Regions from separate parts of the Danio rerio genome. Here region 2 is linked to region 1. Evidence: chromatin contacts called from public Hi-C data. All regions are on one chromosome and are shown on one strand. The core of a region is the stretch at or near the end of the contact, and the rest is flanking DNA. Distances in the headings are between cores, read along the strand shown.

What was found. Hi-C and Micro-C count contacts between places; a contact is called where the count stands out from the background.
Region 2: a contact with region 1 is called in a Hi-C map of hematopoietic stem cells, with 2.8 times the contacts expected there. The contact joins the promoter of map2k2a here to the promoter of hmg20b in region 1. A contact is called at or near these places in 3 of 18 Hi-C or Micro-C datasets (embryo, hematopoietic stem cells and an unstated tissue).

The regions. Positions count from the first base shown.
Region 1 is chr22:20,028,971-20,032,333 of GRCz12tu, forward strand. It overlaps hmg20b (high mobility group 20B), which reads left to right and starts at 1,492. Exons shown (of 9, transcript NM_001020551.2): 1 at 1,492-1,581.
Region 2 is chr22:20,252,582-20,255,976 of GRCz12tu, forward strand. It overlaps map2k2a (mitogen-activated protein kinase kinase 2a), which reads right to left and starts at 1,870. Exons shown (of 11, transcript NM_001037391.2): 1 at 1,276-1,870; 2 at 990-1,200. The coding sequence starts at 1,358.

The sequences.
Region 1 (3,363 bases), core at 242-2,741:
TCATAGTATTTATACATGTTTACTGCATAATTGCTGACCAATTGTAAATAATCCTATAGTCTGCAGCAAAAATAAACTAACAATCATTTACGTTACAGGAATTTGTATCTTGGGAAAAAAATGTAAATGTACCACATAAAATGATTTCTACATTAAAAATGGCATCATGAAAAAGCTGTAAATGACAGATTATCATGTATTTAACTTTAATATTGTTAAAATAACTGATGGGAAAACATAAATTGAGCTTTTAAGAATTGTTAGAAGAAAAGTCAGAATTATTAGCCTCCCTGAATTATTAGTCCCCTGTTTATTTTTTTCTCTCTAATTTCTGTTTAACAGAGGGAAGATTTTTGATAGTTAATCATCATAGTTTTAATAACTTCCAATAAGTGATTTATTTTATCTTTGCCATAATGACAGTAAATAATATTTGACTAAATATTTTTCAAGACTCTTATATACAGCTTAAAGTGACATTTAAAGGCTTAACTATGTTAATTAGGTTAACTAGGCAGGTTAGGGTAATTAGGCAAGTTATTCTATAGTGATGGTTTGTTCTGTAGACTCTCAAAAATATATATAGCGTAAAGGGGCTAATAATACTGACCCTAAAATGGTTTTAAAAGAATTAAAAACTGCTTTTATTCTGGCCGAATTAAAACAAATAAGACTTTCTCCAGTTGAAAGAATATTTTTAGACATACTGTGAACATTTCCTTAGCTCTGTTTAACATCAGAAATAATTAAAAGGGGGCTAATATTTCTGACTTGGAACTGTAGCTATTGGTCCACAGTATTTATATATATTTACTTCATAATTGCTGACCAATTGTACATAATTCTATAGTCTGCGACAAAAATGAAATCCTCAGAAAACGAGTTTAACTTTAAAGCGAAAAATTGAAAAATAAGTAAAATAACTGGAAATGTTAGACTTTAATACACTTACAATAACATGGGTTAAAAAAACTAACAGATGTATTTTCAAGCATCAAAGCGATGCTTGTTTTGATTTTTAATACAATTTTATATTTTCCTTTTATGTCTATATAATCATATATTTTCCGCACCCTCCGTTGTTTCATTTTCCTTTTTTTTTTTTTTTACTTTGAAGTTAAGCAAACTTTATAGTTTATGTCGTTTTATAACAGAAATGAATCACACCAACTGGAAACAACACAATAACGTTTTACATTACATGAGTTGTTGTCTTGGGAAAAATTTTAATGTATCACTATCAGATGTTTCTACATCAAATTCATGTATTTCATTTTAATGATGTATTCCATTTTAATATGGTTGATATAAGTTTGATGGGGAAAAAATAAATAGTGCTTATAAAACTTTAATATAGTAGCTATTGATTCATAGTATTTATATATGTTTCCTGCAATATCCTCAGAAAAACTCTTTAGTAACAACCCATTTCCAGTCATGCGCAATGCAGATGAAGCGAGTTCCCATTCGCTCCGCCTACCAAACCCACAAACCAATCAAACTCACCAAGGATCTGTCAATCAAACCAACATTTGTCCCTAAGCTAGCGTCTGACTTAAAACAAAACAAGCACCAATTTAGGTAAGTGTACATTTTGTGTATTAGAAGCACGAGCTGTATATAAATGTAAATATATAATCGCAAATTAATATTAATAGACTGTCGAAATTAAGACGCGATAAATGCAAGTATTCTGAGGTTCAACGGAGGCTAGTTAGCCAACTATGCTACTTTAGCTAATCATAATAACCGGGGAATGCAGAGTGAAGTTTTTATAAACATTAATGCACCAAAAGCTCCGTGCATGCGTGCGTTTAAATTCGTAATTTTCTACATCTTTTATGAGGACAAAACCCTTTAATAAACGGTCGATTTATGTATTGTCCGTGTTTTCATATCTAGACAGCGTTTTGCAGCGGTAACGTTACAGCCAACATTATTATTTGATATAAGTTACCTGATATTTCTTTTAAATATTATTTGTTTTTAATATTTTTTCTATGCAACATTGTAGATTTGTTATGATAATTTTAGTATAATAAGTTAACTTTATTTATTAAATTATCTTTAAATGTCAATTAGTTATTTTAGTATGGGTCAAACCAAAAGAAGAGAAATTTTGCATGGGCAACTTGCTGAAATAGGATTTTTAATATTATTTCATTTGAGTTGACATTATTTTTTGGTAATTATAATGTTTATATTTCATTAGGTACTGCATTTATGTATAGTTTTAGGCCACATTTACCGCACAGTAGTGTGCTTACATTTTGCAAAATGACAGCATTCTCTGCTCACATAAAAAATAAAAATAATTAAAACCATGTGTAATTCAATATTTTACTGTTGTCTTTATATCACGTATAGTGTTGCATGATACCAAAAGTTTGACTTTAATACGATATCTAAATTAAATATCTTGAAACCCATACTAAATTGATACTACACCTTATTTTTTTCTCTTTAAATATTATTTATTAATGAACACACTGTCAGCTAAAACAGAGTAGAACCATTTTACAAAGTAAAACAAATCTAAAAATAAAAACTATTTTTGCCAGTATTCCAGCCGAGCTGTTTTAGCATAATTAAAATAGTTGCTGCTTTGTTTTCAAAACTAGACAAAAGTGCACATAACATTTTTGGTCAGGTTTTCAGAGAACCTGGAGATGTTGGTCCTCATTGTACAATGTACATGACGCAGTGGTCCTGTCATATTCATATATAATTACATATTTATATATTAATTTAGGGGTGAATGACGTGACATGCATTTTCAGCTGTCCATAATGGCATCTACTAATAAAAATGGCTATTTAAAAAATAAAAGTTTACACACCCTGCCGATACAGGTGCAGTTCGCTGTCAGAATTAGGCATTGAGGCGATAACCGTTTTCAAGGTATACTGCATTATCTCCAGCTGAAAAGACCTCCAAAGATGCCATTTTAAACTGTACAGAAATCTGTGTTTTTGAAACTAATAAAGACAGCAGATGTCAATGATTCATTTGAGTTATTTAGCCTGACATGTTTATGACTCCAAAATATTTTAAATGTTTTCCAAATTAAAATATATTGTGTACAATGGGGAAAAAGTTTTTGTTTTTCGACATTTAAAATTAATATATTTTAGGGGAGTAATCTCAATACCGTGAAATCGTGATATTTATAATCAAGGTTATCATACCGTCAGAATCTTATACCGGCCCATGCATAGTCAGAATGCCGTTGTTTTGCTTGTTGATGATTACCCAGGCCTTGTATAGCTCCGTCTTCGCTTTTAGCACTACAAAGTTTTAAATCTGGTAATCATGGAACAGTATTTCTTGCACATGACCACACAGAACAAAATTGTAGGCATC
Region 2 (3,395 bases), core at 620-3,119, 220 kb after region 1:
CACACACACACACACAAATAATTTAGCCTACCCAATTCACCTGTACCGCATGTCTTTGGACTGTGGGGGGAAACCAGAGCACCCGGAGGAAACCCACGCGAACGCAGGGCGAACATGCAAAGTCCACACAGAAACGCCAACTAACCCAGCCGAGGCTGAATCAGCGACCCGACAACGTTCTTGCTGTGAGGCGACAACACTACCTACTGCGCCACTGCGACGCCCAGCTGTAAACATGTTAGGCTAAATGATTACAATGAATCATCGACTTCTGCTGCCTTTATTAGTTTCAAAAACACAGATTTCATTACAATATAAGCAGCATTGTTGTCCTAAAAAATGTTTAACAAAACAAACAAAAAAAAAACGTACACATACCTTAGGAACGGTATAGCAGAAAATGTTGGCGGTTTTAAAAACTTAAACCGCGGTATACCTTAAAAACAGTTATCGCCCCATGCCTACTTGCAGTTAACTGATCTCAACATTTAAAATTGCGATTCAATTTAATCGCACAGCCCTAGCCGGTGACACTTTTTATTAAATAATTTATACGAGCTCAATCTAACATGCCATTATGAAAATGTTGACAGAAACATGAATAACAGCATCTTTAAAAAAATTTGCAATCTTGAAAGTACAAGGTTTACATTTGGCATTTTATTTTACTCTATTTATTCTCATGTTGGACTTGTAATCATTAGTTTTTGAAAAGTGCTTTATATCTTAATAATATTTCTACATTTTATTTCAAACATTTGATCACATATAAAAGAGTAAGCACTTTACAAACGTGTATAATCTTTTAAAGAAATAATTCTTTAAGTGTGGTCAATATATGTTGTGTATAAACTATTAACTGATTGGATTTACAGAAACTGTAGTATATTATAATGCATGTTGTTATCAAAACATGAGATTTGATCATGATATGAATTTTGCCAAATTGCCTAGCCCTAAGCAGGTGCATAAGATCCTTTATCGCTTACCTTCCTGGCCATAACCAGTCTCGAGGGTTTGTGACGGACTTTATGAACCACTCCACCATTACCAGCGCCAAGTTCACATATGGGTTCGAAATCTTCATCCTTGAGCTCGCCCACCTGGGCTTTCTGGGTGAGGAAAGCTTCGAGGCGCTTCCTCTGCTGTTCATCCAAATCCAGCTCACCTAACTTCCTCTGCAAGGCCTCCAGGTTGGCCCTAAAGACAAAAAGACGACCAGGTGAGACGTGTGCAGGTACATAAAGGGACTGATATAGCTAAATAAATACTTACTCTGCTGCTGCATCAATGTTGGTTGACTGTCCCTCTCCAGTGGGGGTTATAATCAAGGGGACTGGTCTTCTTTTTGGTGCCATACTTGCAAAGTTATCAATTTCAAAGAAAGCAACCAGGTTGTCTCTACTGACATCCAATACTTCAAACTGATACACAAACCCTTGTAGTGGAAGTTTCTGAGATTAGCAAGCCCCAAATTTCAACACCCAACCATGCTCTCAAAAGCTGCTCCAGGTGAAATTAAAGTGTCAAATGAAAAAGCGAGTGGCTCAGAGGTAAAAGTGCAGGAAATGCAGTTTATTTAAGCGCGTGCATCGCTGGAATGTCTCTCCGGCACGGCCTCTGACTCGCGAGCGCTCCCACAGACAAAAGGCGGCAAAAGACAAGTTAGGCCTATCGTTCACAGCCTCAGGACCGGGCGAGAAACGCTGTCCGAAATAGTTTGGCTCGGAGGAGCCGCGAAAACAGAAGTTGAAATTTCCCCCAAGAAAAAAGGAGGGGGAAAAAGTCCGGCCAGGAAGCCGCTATCCAACCAAGAGGAAGCGTTTGCTCGATCTCGCGAGAACTGCCGCCAGAGAACTTGCGTCATCGCGAGATTTGAGAAAAACAGTCATTATATGAGAAAGAACGACATCTGCTGGTGAGCATAAAATACGTTATAAAAAGTTTTAACCAATAACCAATGTCAGAAACGCGAGGATTGACGTTCCTGAGGCTCGTAGCCAGGGCACGTTTAGGTGGTTTGAAAGACCCCCCCCCCCCCCCCCCCTACCGACAATGGTCCAGAATTTGTCCCATACATAAACTCATTTCCACTGCTATTCCATCATACATTGTGAAAATAACACATCGAAGAAGGCTTCCAATTGGAATCCTCTGTTGACTGTCCTGACTTCAGCTAATCAGTTTAGGCCACTGCTAACAATTATTTTTCATCTGTGCAAGAAAACATACAATCTGAGGTAAGTGGTCATCTTTCACTGCTGACCTACTGTATTATTGCTAAATAGAGTTACTTTTATTCTAAATCTTGGACTTTATTCATGAAACAAAAAGTATAAATGAAAGGTGTGAAGCACTAAAGTTAATAAGTTAATTTTAATGCTAATCAGGCTATTGTTATCCGTATTTTTTTATTGAACTTTTTTATATTTTTTATTGAAAAATCTAAAAATATTGTGAAGCTCTTTATTATCCTTTTTTATTTGTTTACTTTTTTAATCAAGTGGCCAAATTTTAACTGAGGAAAGTTGAATGTGCTGACCAAAGTGTTATATATATATTTAAACAATGAACAATTTCTATTTTTTTCTTAATGATAAATCATGTAATAAATTAGTATTTGAGAGTATGTTTTTTTTTTTTTGCAAAATCCTTAAGGAAATGTTTTTTGGAACATCAAAAAGACCATCTGACAAGCTATTTAAACAAAAAAAGTGCTTAAAACATCTTTGAAATACAATATTTAAACCTCTTAATTAAATAGAATATGAGGCGAATAACTGCAAATAGGTTCCCTTTTTGAGAAAAAAGAAGCACTCTTATTACCAGGCTGACTACGGGCCTGCATGCCCTGTCATCTACAGTTTTACCAGTACATAAGTAGTTAAAATTTACAAACAACCTGATTGTGTATCATACTTACGATTATGACTAAATATACTATAATTGTATTTAGGTTTTGTGTATGAATGCTTTAGTCTTTTAGTGCGTATCAAAATGCACATTGTAATAATTTGAAGTCTTGCAAACATGTTGGGATGTGATGATTATTAAAGTCCCTAAAAAATCTAAACTAACGATATGATTTTGTTATCTCACATTGCCAGTTTTGTGGTGAACAATTCATCTGTGCAGGTCATTAAGAAGAAGAAGAAAAAAAAAACAGTTTGCTCTTCTAATGTTTAATTGAAATCTAAAAATAAAATGATCAGATAACGTATAACTTAGCAAATGGGAGTGGCTAACATACTAAATCACCTCCTCCAACTGTCAGTTTTGACAACAAACAGAAATGGTGAACAGGAGGTATCTTTTAGGTTGTGACAACTCTCCTCGAACACTTTCCCCCATTTTTGAATGAAACACCTACACTACTACATCTATTTAGCTCACAG